Linked DNA regions of Mus musculus: regions 2 and 3 are each linked to region 1. Evidence: chromatin contacts called from public HiCAR-type and promoter capture Hi-C data. All regions are on one chromosome and are shown on one strand. Each heading gives the region's core, a stretch centred on a gene start, on an enhancer-like site or on the middle of the called end of the contact. The rest is flanking DNA. Distances are from core to core; before and after follow the strand shown.

Region 1 (4,517 bases), core at 724-3,223:
ACTTAAATACACACCTAACAAATATAGGAATCTCCTCAAATAGAACAGGAATTTCAAATAGAAATTAGAAACCTTCCTAATATAACAAATTCATCTTCTTTTTGGTTTCCACAAAAATCTAATTAGGACCCCCAATTCAACTTTGCTTAACTAAACTAATTTTGCCCTGGGAGAGGGGCTGCAAACACAGCACCTGTGTCTCCATGTGAACTGTTCCCAACTTTTTCAAGTACAGAAGCCTGGCCAAGCACATAGCTCTGTGGATACAGTGCCTATCTGAGTTCAATCCCTGAAGCCACAAAGGAAGAATAAGCTCCCAAAAGTTGTCCCCTGACCTCTGAAGCAAGCAAGGTGACACCTGTGCACCTGCAATCACAGGCATCACACACACAATAAAAAAAAGTATGTAAAATTCTACCAAGATACTAAGACCTCTGCTTAACACAAACGGAAAAACCATTTCAGTATTAAACCAGTCTTAGAAAACCTGAACTTAGAATGTCTTTTGCAAGAGTCATGTGACACGCACATGACAAGTCAGCCGAGCTGATGGTTGGACCTTTCATGGGGGCACACTTAGCGGTAACTGACCAAAGCAACAAATAAAGCCCAGCTTTTACGGCAATAGTGATTTCTCTTATTAAAAACCAACAAAAATCCCTCTCCCTTAAAGATTTCTGACACTAAAGTATAATAAAAATGGCATCTCTTAAAGTTATTTTCATATATGGAAACCATAGGAGAATTTTGGGTTCAAAGAGAGAGCCTAACAATGTCTATCCAAGAAAGGAGAAGCGCAGTTCCCATGAAAGGTGCCAGGTGTGTCACATCTGCTACAGTGACTTCTTGAGTAAGCAAGAAAAAGGAATGCATTAACTTTTCATGACACGTCATGGAACCTCATTTCCTATCTACAGGCATTCAAGCAGGTAATCTAAAACCTACATACAACTCTATCATCAAAGGCCCCATTAGTTTCTTTTCAAAACTGTCTGCAAACTTGTACTTTAACTTGGTGGTACCAGGAAGACATTTCTAGTTTATTTTTAGTTCAGTTTTGTTCTTCTTTTTCTTCTTCTTAACCTACTGGAGACAAAAGGTGACTGGGAGACTCATGTCTCCCCTAAACCAAAAATTTCACAAATGTCCAGGATTTTGTAAGGGTCACGTCTCACAAGTCTCACAGAACTCTCCCAGGAGACAAGCCCAAAAGAAAACTAAACATTATAAATAGCTCCTCACCATCTCCTCATCCCCCTCAAGCCCACGCAGTCCCAAGAAGCATCCATATTACCTAAAACCCAACAGGGAGAGAGCTCTAACAAGCTCGGGATTTACAAGTAAAGCCGACGCTGACAGCTCCGCAGAGCCGGCGCAGGGTCTGACAGTGCCCTCTAGCAGAGCTCTCCCACCTACCTCCCCTTAAAACCAAGTCCTCCTCCAGCCGTCACTGCCTCCAGAGACGCGCCCCTCCTGGCTACTGTCCGAGGCCCTCTCCCCAACGCCCAGCCGCGGCACCTAGCTCCCCGCCGGCTGCGGTCGGGACCCGGCCCGCAGGCCCGACCCCTCCCCGCTGCGCTGCGGCCCTCGGCCTTCAGACAATGGGGCCCTCAGGCTGCTCCGTCTCCTTCGCCCGGCCGACCTTCCCGGCGCTGCGCAGCGAACCTCCCGGCGGCCCTCACCCCCGGCCGGCCGCTCTCACCCCGGCCCGCCCCGGCTCTCCTGCACTCACTATTCGGGATTCATGCTGGACATGTCACTGCAGCTGCCGCCGCCGCCGCCGCCACCACCGCCCTTGCTGACGCAGCCGCCGCCCCAACTCTCCGCGCCACAGGTAATGGAAAGGGAGGAATGAGCTAAGCTGTTCCGGTAGAGCAAACGTCGACCCCACTCCGACCCTTAGAACACAATCAGCAGCCGCCGCCACTCAGTGATCGCTTCCACCCAAAATGGCCGCCGGCGAACCAGGAACTGGGGAAGCCTAGGCCAAGGGGCCTGGCGCGGCCCAGAGGGCGGCAGCGTCGCGGGGCACGCTGGGAAAGAGAGTCATGAGCACACCGCGCGCTGGGCAGCCCGACCGGGCCGAGGGCTGTCTGCACTCAGCTTCCCACTAGGCCCCGCGCCCTGAACGCATGCGCACTTTCGAGCTTGTAGCCCGCCCCGTCCCGATTCCCTCACCCCCACACCCCGCCCTTCCTGCTCCCCTCCCCGCTGGCCTGCTGGCTAGGACTTCGCTCGGACTCCCCCTAGCGGATTGGCTAAGGCCGACCGGGCTGTGTTGATGTCATCAGTGAGACGTGGCAGCAGGGCGAGTCGGTGCCCCATCGGGAGGGGAGGAGGAAGGAACTCGGCGGAGGGCGGTGCCGCAGCAGAGGGGGAGGGGGCTCCCAGGAAGCCTGGGACAGTGAGGAGGGGTGGAGACAGCTTGACGAGCTCTGCTCAGGCAAGACCACAGGGGCCATCACCATCAGGGTCTGAGGCTGCTCTAAGGACAGCAGGAAACTCAAGCGGCCTCTGTAGACCTTGCGCTTTCTCACTCACCCGACTCCTTCTCTAATTTTTTTTTTTTTTTTTTTACCGTTTTACTCTAGCAACTTGATGTTGCAATAGCTGCAAATGGACCCTGTTCTAGTCTCTCTTCTGCTCACACAGCCAGATTTCCCTGTCTGAAACTGCTCCTCCATCTCGACCTCCAACCTTTAACATTGTGCTGTTGAGACACAGGCTAAAGTCAGCCTTAACCAGTCTTCTCCTCCTACTTGAGGCCTAGACTTAAAAGTTGAATTGTTTTCCGGGATAGGGTTGGGTTGGGTTGGGTTGTTAAGTTTTGTTTTTGTTTTTTTTGAGGGGGGGGGGTTGCAGTTGCTTTTGCTGCTCTTTGTTTTTTATTAGTACTAATTCTGTGTCCGTCTGCACAACTGGGCAGTAATAAGTATTTTTTTTTAAGCCATGAAACTCTTCAGTACGGACTCCAGAACTAATATTAATACATTTTTTTAGACCTAATGGTGTCAACTTTAATCAGCTCAGGAATTTAAATCTCCGCTAAACTTTAACGCATTATCTTGCGTTATTTATTACAAAGGGCATAGTATAATACACTGACCAAAGTTTATCTTCCAACTTGTTCTAAGCAAGAATATTATCTCCTGGGGCCAACTGTAGATTTACTTTTAATTTCTGAATTTCTGTGACATCAAAATATGCAAAAGAGGCTGTTCTCATGACTAACCATATACTCAGAACATATTTACACATCCCTCTGGCGTTCCTCCGTGTGTCCTGACAGCCTCATCAGACCACACATACATAGTTTTGGGAGTTTTCTTGTTATTGTCTGGGTTTTGGTTTTTGGTTTTCTGAGGCAGAGTTTCTCTGTGTAGCCCTAGCTGTCCTGGAACTCCCTCTGTAGACCAGGCTGGCCTCGAACTCAGTGTTTCCCTGGCCTCTGCCTCCTGGGTTCTTTTCCATACTAACTTCTGAAATGACCCTAGATGGAGGTTTACAGCCCTGGACCCTAAAGCCCACCATACTTCCTCTTATCATTTCACAGAATAAAAACTCTGAAGTGTCCTAAACTCAATTTTTCAAGCAAAAATTTTGTTGTTATTGTTGTTTTGTTTTGTCTTAGGATTTATCATGTAAGCCAGACATAGCATGCCTTTGACCCCAGCCCTCAGGAGGCAGAGATGGGTGCTTCTCTGTGAGTTTGAAACCAGCCTGGTCTACATAGCAAGTTCCAGAACAGAGCTACATAGTGAACCTCTGTCCCAACACCCACCCCAAATCTGTCATTTAATTTTATGTATGAGTGTCTCTTGCCTGTGTGTGTATGTGTGTGTGTGGTGTGCCATGCATGTGCCTCTTGGCCTCAAAGCCCAGAATAGGGCATTTGATACTCTGAAACGTGAGTTATAGTTGGTTATGCTGGGTTCTGGGAACTGAAAACAGGTCCTCAGCAAGAACAAAAAGTGTCCTTACCAGAGAAGCCATCTCTCCAGCCCTAGCTGGGGTTTTATTACTGATATTTTAATATAGACTTAAACATAAAGATTAAGGAAGAAAGCAGACACTCAGAAAGAAAAACACTATGGAGTGCACTACCCCCATACATACAGATACTACCACCAAAACTCCATTTTTTAAATCTCTGTCTCTTTGGAGATAAATTTGCTCCACTTTCATTGACTATTTCATTTCCCAACAAATTATCTTCTAGTAACCTTTAACCTAGCTGACAAACAGAACAATGTGAAGTATATGTAACAGTTCTTCCTTGACACCCCAAAGCCTGACTGTACCTGTGTATGTGGAGGACAGAAAAATTCATATCTTAGTTACTGTGCTACAGTAAGAAAATAAATGAGCGGCTGTCGTGACTGTGGAGTAATGAGTGCCCGCTTCCTACACCCCTACTGCATCAAGGGTGTTATTGAGATTAAGATTCCTTCTCGGGCTGGTGAGATGGCTCAGTGGTTAAGAGCGCCGACTGCTCTTCCAAAGGTCCTGAGTTCAAA
Region 2 (4,800 bases), core at 1,631-4,130, 2.8 Mb before region 1:
TTAAGTTTCACTGTACACAGAGGAGTGACTTAATTATTATCAGAAAACTCTTTTCCAAAATTGTGCTCTGGTTAAATATGTCTGAAGTAAACTGCCCTGTGTCAGACTCCTGAAGTTTAAACCAACACCAGTTCCCGAGGTGTAGTCAGTGGGGTTTCCTTCTTGCCTCAAGCGATTGATGCTTTGCTGGCTAAGGTGTTTTTAGAGACACCCACTCCCCCTCCACATACACATACGTAGATTTTTAGGTTTTTTTGTTCGTTTGCTTGCTTGTTTTGTTTTTTGAGACAGAATCTCATGTGCCTAGGAGTGCAAAGAGGCCAGTATATAATAAACCTCTGCCTGGCCTGGAGCTCCCTATGTAGCCCAGCCTGTCTTCAAATTTACAACTGCCTATTTCTACCTCCTGAAGGATGGGATAAAGACATGTGCCACCATACCTGGATTAATAAGGTTTTTTTCAAGATTTATTTATTATTATACATAAGTACACTGTAGCTGACTTCAGACGCACCAGAAGAGGGCGTCAGATCTCATTACCGGTGGTTGTGAGCCACCATGTGGTTGCTGGGATTTGAACTCAGGACCTTTGGAAGGGCAGTCAGTGCTCTTACCTGCTGAGCCATCTTGTTAGCCCCGATCAATAAGGTTTATATCGACATTTTAGACCTAATTAAAACAATTTTTAAAAATAGCCACTGTTTGTGTACTCAAGTCCTCAACACAGTATGAGTTATATATGAAATGAATCTCTGGTCTTTCATATGGATATTTAAAAATTAAAGCAAATTCACTGGAGCTGGAGATGTTGCTTAGTGGTAGAACACCTGCCTAGAACACACATAGCCTTGTGTCTAATCCTCTCAAAACACAACTAAAGTAAAAACTTAAGGGTTCTTTGGAAAGTCAGCTGGGTGGTGCTTTGCTGGAACAAACATGTGAAGGAATGTTTAGCTGAAGCAGACACAGGAGAGGGGATGTTTTACATAAACAAACACATGAAAAGACACACGATAAAAGATTATTTACTAACAATACACATACATTGGTCTGCCTTATATTATATAGTTGAGCTACATTTGTCGGAATGCCATAGAGAGAAAGGTACCAAAAAACTTTTAGTGGTGTACTATAGTTTGTGAGCTGATTGGGTGTGTGTGCTGAGGCAAGAGCTGTGCTCTAGGTGAGACACATGGAGGACACGTGATGTTTGGAGGGCATAAACAGGACTCCAGAGACAGAGCCTGACTTGCTGATGCAGCTAGCTATACAGAACAACCTCTCCCCAAACCTCAAATCCACATCTTTTATGGAGCCACAGTTCCAAACACATCTCCTTAAAAAAAGATGGAGGCATTTGGCTGCCTTGCATGCCTCCTCACCAGTGACATAGCTGTGCTTAAACACACTGCAGTTCATAGTCTATTATACCATTTTCCTTTATTTTAATTTTTTTTTTTTTTTTTTTTGGTTTTTCAAGACAAGGTTTCTCTGTGTAATCCAGGCTGGCCTCACACTCAGAGAATGCCTCTGCCTCCCAAGTTCAGGGATTAAAACCCAGTATGCTATTTTTATTTATTTATTTTGGTCTTTTTGAGACAGGGTTTCTCTGTATAGCCCTGGCTGTCCTGGAACTCACCTTGTAGACCAGGCTGGCCTCGAACTCAGAAAACTGCCTGCCTCTGCCTCCTGAGTGCAGGGATTAAAGGTGTGTGCCACTATGCCCGGGTTTTTATTTTAAATTACAATTAGCTTATACTAATTTTTCCAATTGGGAGCTAATTTACATATTGCAAAACTGTCTTTTAGTGTATACAATTCACTGTGCTTTGGTAAAGGACAAAGCCGTGTAGTTATCACCAGTGGCTGCTCATAGGCATTTTCATCATCTGAAAACAGACTTTGTACCCATTATGTCATTTCCTATTCTTCCCTCCTTCAGTCCTTGACAACTGGATTTTTGTATGGATTTGCTTAATTTAGCAGTAAATAAGATTGTCCAGTTGTCTTTCATGTCTGGCTTCATTCGTTTCACGCATTTTTTTTCTTTTTTTCTTTTTAATTATGTAGGCCTGTCTGTGCACATGAGTACATTGCTGGTGGAAGCTTTCAATTTCTGAGGTTGGAGTTACAGGAGGTTGTAAGTCGCCTAAAGCGAGTGCTGGAAACTGAACTTTGGTCCGCTACAGGAATAGTATACATTCTTAACCATTGAATCTGTCCAGCCCTCATTTAGCACATTTTAAAGGTTCACCTATATTATAGTATCATGCTACACGCTTATTATAGCTGAATATAAGTAAGGGTTTTTTTTTGGGTAATTATGTAGATAAGTATTTACTAATGCGATTCCACTTTAAGAATGAAAATAAGGCTTTGAAAAATAGTGGTTATAGAAATGGAGACCAGACTACTGATAATGGCTAGAAAGACAACGTACGGGTATACACAAAGGAATTAATGCAAGCAAAGAGATCATGTCCTCATGAAGTAGCTACATTTGGGGGGCGTGGGGAAAAGATTATAGAGCTTAGAACTGAGTAGTAGGCACTGCTCATTTAATTGCAAGCTGTAGAATGAGATACAGCCATCGAAGAATTAAGGTGGCATTCTTACGGAGTTACAGTTAGGTATCTCCAGCCAGCGATCGTTCCTTTGAGTGCGCATTTGCACATCGGAGTGAAGAAGGAAACAACAAAAACACAGTGACTCTAAAGGAAACTGAGTGGATTTGGCTGTGGTGGAAGTAGTGGATGTGTGTGGCAGAGCAAACGAGAGAACTGTTTATATCGACTAGTGGAGGAACCCGGCATCGCGTTCCGTGGCTGCCTTTGCCAGCTTTTATGGCCCTTCTCGGCCCCCGTAGCGGACCGGAGCTCAGCCGCTGGGCGGCAGGCCCTCCTTAGCCATGGCGGGCGATCTGGAGGGTGGCAAGTCCCTGAGCGGGCTGCTGAGCGGCCTAGCGCAGAACGCCTTTCACGGACACTCGGGTGTCACGGAGGAGCTGCTGCACAGCCAACTCTATCCGGAAGTGCCACCGGAGGAGTTCCGCCCCTTCCTGGCGAAGATGAGAGGACTTCTCAAGGTACGGTGGTTCCGCCGAGCAGCCCTGCCCTCCTCGCAGCCTCAGGCCCGCCCCCAGCCTCGGGTGCTGCTGTCTTTGGGCGCTCAGCGACCCTCCTGAGCCGTGGAGGTCGCTCTGTTGCGCCCTTGTTTTAGGGACACATAACGGTGAAAACATTGATTTTTTTTTCTCTCCCTCAAGACTTTCTGTGTCTGTAGTATAGATAAGTTTCGAGTTTTTTTCGCCTCGGACTTTGATGTTGCACCGGGCGTTGTAGTGCACTCCTTTAATCTGTGCACTTGGAGAGGCAGAGGCTGGCAGAGAGTTGTGTGAGTTCGAGGCCAGCCTGTTGCACAGAGTTCCAGGGCAGTCAGGGCAATGTGGTGAGACCCTTGTTTAAAGAGAGCGAGAGCGTGCTTGCCAGCTTTCCTGGGTTGTGGAAGTTGGGGAGCGTTAGCATGAGGTGGTTGGTGAGATAAAGGATTGATTAACTGGAGTAAACACCATTAAAGCAGTCGACTCTATGATTTCCAAATGGAACGAAGTATACATCAGACTGTCTCATGAAAACTATTAGAGGGCAACATAACAGGTGAAATTAACTAAAAAGATTTATTTTTATTTTATGTGTATGGGTGCGGTGCCTGCATGTGCACTGGTGGTTGGAACGGTTATAGGCCACCACATGGGTGCTGGAAACCCGGGTCTTCCTCAAGAGCATTATTAGGGCTCTTCTAAGCAGTCTCTCCAGTCCCCCATTCCACCTGGGGTTTGAGATAGGATCTCTTGTAGCCCAGACTAGCCTTGAACTCACGTGTAGTTGATCCACCTTCCACTTCCCAAGTGTTAGAATTTCAAGCAGCTACCACCATCTCCTGCTGTGACCTCTGTGTGTGTGGGTGGCATGGGGTGGGGTACCTTGCACTATCTCACTCTGTGTGGGGGGTGGCGTGTGGGGGGATACCTTGCACTATCACTCTCTACCTATCTTTCCAGACAGAGTCTCTCTCTCACTGTACCTGGAATCCAGTCTCACTGACTGGCTAGAGCAGCCAAGAACTCAAGAGATCTGCTTGTATTTGCTCTCCCAGAGCTTGGGTTACAGAAATAGGGGACCATGCCCAGCCTTTTCATGGGTGCTGGAGAATCAGAACCAGGCCCTAATTGAGCTATCTGCCCAGCTGGCAGCTGGTTCCTGTGACTTTTTTTTTTTTTTCCCCTTGGGTAAGCTGTTATAACTAAAGTGTATTCAAGGTATCTATCATTTATGTAATTACTATTCAATGTATTGTTTTCACAAAGTCTTTATTTTCTGTGTATTGAAGTTTTGCCTGCATGTGTATCTCTGAATGTGTTGGAACTTCTGATGCTGGCGTTACAGACAGTGGTGATCTGTCATGGGGATGCTGGGAATTGAATCTGAATTCTCTGAAAGAATGGCCAGTACACTTAACTGCTGAGCCATCTCTCCAGCTCCTTCACAAAGTCTTTAAAATATGATGTGCATTTTACATTTAAAACATTTTAGTTGCAACTAGCCACATTCGAAATGGTTAAAGTGGCCATATGTGGCTAATGACCACTGTATTAATTCTGATTACAAGCCATGTGGCAGCTTACTCTAGTCTGTCACTCCAGTTCTAGATCTAGCACCTTCTGGTCTTCATGGCCTCAGCTACTCATACAGTGCACTTATATATATGCAGGCAGGCCACTCATACACATAAAATAAAAAT
Region 3 (5,063 bases), core at 894-3,393, 3.0 Mb after region 1:
CCTTACAAAGAACAGGAGAAGACCCTGCCCTTGCTCTCCAGCTTACTATCTAGAAATGAGACAGACTGTTTACTTCTGGCACAGATGGTCAGTATTATAGGAGTGGAATGTACTGAAAGGTTCCTTGAGCAGAGATCAGAAGGGGCTTCCTAAATCAGATAATCTGAACTGGCCACTGGACCAGCAACAGATGAAGGACATAAGGCAAGGCAGGAAGGATCAATCTATGTTTAGAATCTCCAAGTCCAATACCTGGCTATAGAGTAGGAACTAAACCGGAAAACAGGCTCTCAGCAAAGTTCAGGGAAGGACTGTGCTCCACATACCTTGCCCTGCAAGCTTATCTATCCTCTACCTTCCCTAACCTCTTATCAGCTCTCAACACCTCCGTGTGGCTGCAATTTGTTCCATTCAACTCAAATAGAAACATTTTAAATACTGTAACGAACTATAAAACTGTTACTTTGCCACAACTCAGCACTGTGGCAGGAGACCTGAACCCCAGCCCATTGAGAGCCTTGTTTGAGGATTATCAGTTTGAGGCCAGCTGAGTAACATAGAAAACACACACACACACACACACAAAAGGAAGAAAGGAAGGGAGGGAAGGAGGGATAAAGAAAATGTCAATTATTGTCCCCATTCTGTAATTGGCTCACTGGCAGCTGGATACGAAACCTGTAATCTAGTCTTGCATTATCCGCCTAAAAGTCCTTCAGTGGTGTCCTGTTTTCCTTAAAGCAAAATGAAGGACAAATCTGTGGAATGTCTTACATATCTTGCAATGGTCATTACTTATCCCTTATGAATGTGTATTTTATTTTATTTTACGGGGGTTGTGGTTGTTGCAGATAGGGTTTCAAACTGAAATTCTCCTGCTGTTTTCTCTTGATTGCCGTGAGTAAAGGTGTGCAACACCACTTCTAGCTCGTGTTTTTCTTTTTTAAAAAGATAATAAACTACCTTCCACCATTATCACTGAGCTTTCTCACATGCTGTTTTTTGTAAGAAACTTCATACTCTACTCTAAATTTGCTTTAGTTAGTTTCTACTCGTCCTGCATCTGTTTTTACTTTTATAGACCTGCACATTAGAAAACTCATCTTGATGAGTTTACATGTATGTATGCATTCTTGGTCTGGCTGTTGGACTGTCTCCCCCAACAGAAAATAAACTCCATGATATAGCTGGCATTGCAATTCCCATGCCTGGGACTATCAGGCATTGAACTGACACTTCTTGAAAGGATGTGGTATTTACTAGTTCGTCATCAACTTTGTTGTAGGTATCCCGGTGCCTCCTTTGGTTTTGCTTGTATGAAATGTGGGTTTATTGCATATATCTACTAGTAGACTACGACAACTGCTAACAGCCTATAAGGTCCAAGAACGTTGCCACGAAATGTTAACTTCACTTCCCAGAAACCTTGCAACGGACTGCACGGAGGATGGTGGGAGGAAGAGGCTGCAGTGAGAGCCTAGTTTGAAGTATTTCTCAATCTGTCACCTCCTTTCTGTTTCTGCTGGAGCATTGAGGAATCAGACCCTAGATCACGCAAACCCAAACGGTCCAAGCCTGCACCCACCTCCCGCAGCAGCTTGAGGTCCCCGCGCTGGATCTCGTACACCTGGATAACGCCGGTGCCCCGGGCAAAGTTGCCCATCGTCACGAATTTGGCACTGCAGGGCACCCATTTGCTGTCGAACACTGTGTAGTTGAGGCCCTTTTGAATGTGGACAATGATCTGAGGCTTCTCGAAGGTGGACATGGTGTAGATGCAACCAAACGCTAACTTGGTAACCAGACTGCAAACAGATCAGGGGCAGTTTGTCCCTCCCTAGCCGCATTCTACCCGGAAGCCTTAGCAAGTTGGGCTTGGATGCCTCCGAAAATGCCGTGTGAGCTACTGAGACCGCAACAGATGCTTCTCCACACATGGCACAAGCTAATTTACTGCCGTTACCACAACGACTTTACATAGACACAGTAAAGACTGTGAATGCTTCGGCTGCGAGCGTATGAGGGCACGGAGACATTAGCAAACAGGCATATCCCAGGACAGCAATTCCGAAACGCGGACCAATCCAGCCTTAGGCCCCTGGCATGGACCCCGCCTAGGAAAAGGGGTGGTGTCTTCAAATCGATTGGTGGAGGCTGGCGCATGCGCTGTACAACCACGCACGTGTTCCTCTAGTCGTACTTGCCGGGATTGATCTTGGCCGAGATGGAGACGCAAAGCACCGGAACGGAGGACGGCTTTACTCCCGTCACGCACAGAGGGGGCCGCCGGGCGAAGAAACGACAGGCTGAGCAGTCGTCAGCGGCGGGACAGGATGGAGAAGCCGGACGCATGGACACGGAGGAGGCGCGGCCGGCGAAGAGGCCGGTCTTCCCGCCGCTCTCCGGGGATCAGCTCCTGGTGGGGATCAGGACGGGACGGGACGGGGCGGGGCGGGGCCCGGGCGTCCAGGTGAAAGGGTCGGTTCTCGGTTTTGTTTTGTTTTGTTGTTTTGGGGGGTTTGTTTGTTTGTTTGTTTTTTCGCCTAGGCCCGCATCTCTCAGTCGCCTCCTGAGTGTGTATGTTTTTATTGCAGACTGGGAAAGAAGAAACGAGGAAAATTCCCGTCCCAGGTAACAGATACACACCGTTGAAAGAAAACTGGATGAAGATATTTACTCCGATTGTAGAACATTTGGGACTTCAGATACGCTTTAACCTGAAATCAAGGAATGTAGAAATCAGGGTAAGGAAGAGGGTAGCCATTTCGTAGCCTACCATTTCGTAGTTTCAGCCTTAATAAAAGTAGACAATGATACACGGTAGTGCCTAAACAAGTGGTAATTGTAGGTACTTTCTTCAGTGTAAGTGCTCTTTTTGGAGGAAACGTGTGCCACTTAGAAAAAAATGTAAATTAATTCCTTTATTTTTTTTTCAGTAGATCTTCGGTGTCAGTGCCAAATTAATTTTCCCATATCACAATGCTTTTATTATGGTATTCTAGCCTCCTCGGCATTCCTAAGGGATAAAGGCCAGACACTTGACTAAGCCTGCCTTTCAAGTAGGAGACCCAGTTGTGTTTGTTTCCCTTTTTTTTGTTTTTTTTTGTTTTTGGTTTTTTTTTCCCCTGCCAGTATCTTTGGTGGCTCTGGTCTCTGGAGAAGGCCACTTTCTCTGCTGTCTTCTTACTTCAGTTCCAGTCAGCTTTCAAGAGAACTCAAGCTCTCTTCAGAAGTTTATACATTTCTGTTCTACTTTAGCTGCCTTGTTTACTGCAGGGTCATTGGTTTGTGTTCTTAGTATTTGCTGATACCATATATCAGATGCACAGTGATAGCTTAACGTATACCACATCATTTGTTCCTTAAGGTATGACATAGATGATATACACCCATAGACATGAGAGTGCTGGAGGATTAGGCAGGGGTGAGAAAACTTAAATCCTAGATGTTCATGGGACTTGCCGAGAGTCATACATAGGGTGAGAGCCAGAGTCTGGGGCTTTGTGGCTTTGTTCTTGTTTTATTTTTGTTTTCTTTCTTTCTTTTTCTTTCTTTCTTTCTTTCTTTCTTTTTTCTTTCTTTCTTCCTTTCTTTTTTTTTTCTTTGAGACTAGGCTTCACTCTGTAGCTCTAGCTAGCCTGGAACTTGGAGAGATCTGAAGGGTATGGGACCTAAAGGCATGTGCTGCCATGCCCTGCTGGGGTCTGGTTTTGGGTGTGAAAATCTGAACACACTTCTGTATGCTTCTAAATTTGTCAAATGTGTAATCTCTTCAAATGGACTGTGTGGGAGACCCAAAGGGATATTTTAGAAATTAGATTTGTGTTTGATTTTTTTTAGTGCCTTAATTTCCTCATTTGTTTACACTATATAATACTCAAGTTGTCAGAGTGAAGCTTAGAGCTAGATGTGTACAGCATATTATTATTACGGTGATGGGCATTCTATGAATAACAGTAGTTTCTGCAGTTCAAGTGATTACTTGTAGATAAGATTCCTACTTAAACTATTCTGATTTCCTCAGTACCAGGCATGTAAGTATTCCGAACTAGACTTGTTGATTTGGGAAACAACAGCATCGAAATGATCCTTTATGGCACAACATGTCCGGCCTGTTGAGGAGAGGCTGCCTTGAGAGTGTGCATAGAACTGCCCAGCTTTGGAGTGGGAGTAGTCTCTGGTACAAATTAAAGAGAGTGCTTTATCCCATATAAACGGGGTCTTACAATACTGGGTGAGGTTGGTTGATGGTAAAGGAAATTATAATAGAAATAATATTTCTAGTATTTGTTAGAATGCTCTCCTTTTCATCACCTCCATATCTCCACTTTTTCCAGACTTGTAAAGACACCAAGGATGTCAGTGCCCTGACAAAAGCGGCCGACTTTGTGAAAGCCTTTGTTCTTGGCTTTCAGGTGGAGGTGAGTGATCTCATGAGACTTCCAGATACTCAGTGTGGACATTTCAATGGTTGGGTCATTTTCCAGACTTTTCGTCTTTTCTTTGTAGCATCTGAGAAGTTCAGTTTTGAAATGCTATCCTTGTTTCTGCCGGGTGTGGACCTGAAAAGGCCTTCATTCCTTTTGTCTTGTAGGATGCACTTGCCCTTATCCGACTAGATGACCTCTTCCTAGAGTCTTTTGAAATAACTGATGGTGAGAACATGTGTGAACAGTCAGCCTTTGTGTTTCTCATTGCATTGTGTTGTGATTGTTGTCTGACAGCTTCAATTGAGCTGTATTACTAATACTTCAGAAAATGTATATTTAGTGTGGCTTAGTAGGAAAAGTTAGTAGCCACCTGATGGCGTGTCTTTCTTCTTTAGTTAAGCCCCTAAAAGGAGACCACCTGTCAAGGGCAATAGGAAGAATTGCTGGCAAAGGAGGAAAAACCAAATTTACCATAGAGAACGTAACACGGACACGGATTGTCCTGGCAGATGTGTAAGTATCTGTTCTTAGGGAAATGACATAATTTATATTTGATCTTATTAGTTTCAGAAAGGTCATAGCTGTTGTATTTGCTGTATTCTATCGTTCCTTCCCTCTGTTGGGATTGAATGT

What was found. Promoter capture Hi-C pulls out the DNA fragments that hold promoters and counts their contacts. HiCAR-type assays count read pairs that join an accessible place to other places.
Region 2: a contact with region 1 is called in a promoter capture Hi-C map of pre-B cells, with 4 times the contacts expected there. The contact joins the promoter of Commd1 here to the promoter of Rab1a in region 1. A contact is called at or near these places in 3 of 39 promoter capture datasets (hippocampal neurons, liver and pre-B cells), 1 of 115 datasets of contacts at active chromatin or transcription factors (astrocytes) and 1 of 9 other capture datasets (adipose tissue).
Region 3: a contact with region 1 is called in a HiCAR-type map of astrocytes, with 9 times the contacts expected there. The contact joins the promoter of Pno1 here to the promoter of Rab1a in region 1. A contact is called at or near these places in 7 of 39 promoter capture datasets (the 3T3-L1 cell line, the C10 cell line, cranial neural crest and 4 more), 1 of 484 Hi-C or Micro-C datasets (uterus), 2 of 115 datasets of contacts at active chromatin or transcription factors (astrocytes and large pre-B cells) and 1 of 9 other capture datasets (adipose tissue).

What each region holds. Positions count from the first base shown.
Region 1 is chr11:20,198,868-20,203,384 of GRCm38.p6, reverse strand. It overlaps Rab1a (RAB1A, member RAS oncogene family), which reads right to left and starts at 1,973. Exons shown (of 6, transcript NM_008996.4): 1 at 1,733-1,973. The coding sequence starts at 1,755.
Region 2 is chr11:22,980,364-22,985,163 of GRCm38.p6, reverse strand. Commd1 (COMM domain containing 1) reads left to right here and starts at 2,880. Exons shown (of 3, transcript NM_144514.2): 1 at 2,880-3,085. The coding sequence starts at 2,909.
Region 3 is chr11:17,208,669-17,213,731 of GRCm38.p6, reverse strand. It overlaps Pno1 (partner of NOB1 homolog), which reads left to right and starts at 2,143. Exons shown (of 7, transcript NM_025443.2): 1 at 2,143-2,419; 2 at 2,595-2,744; 3 at 4,338-4,421; 4 at 4,595-4,655; 5 at 4,826-4,943. The coding sequence starts at 2,225. It overlaps Wdr92 (WD repeat domain 92), which reads right to left and starts at 1,839. Exons shown (of 8, transcript NM_178909.4): 1 at 1,586-1,839. The coding sequence starts at 1,768.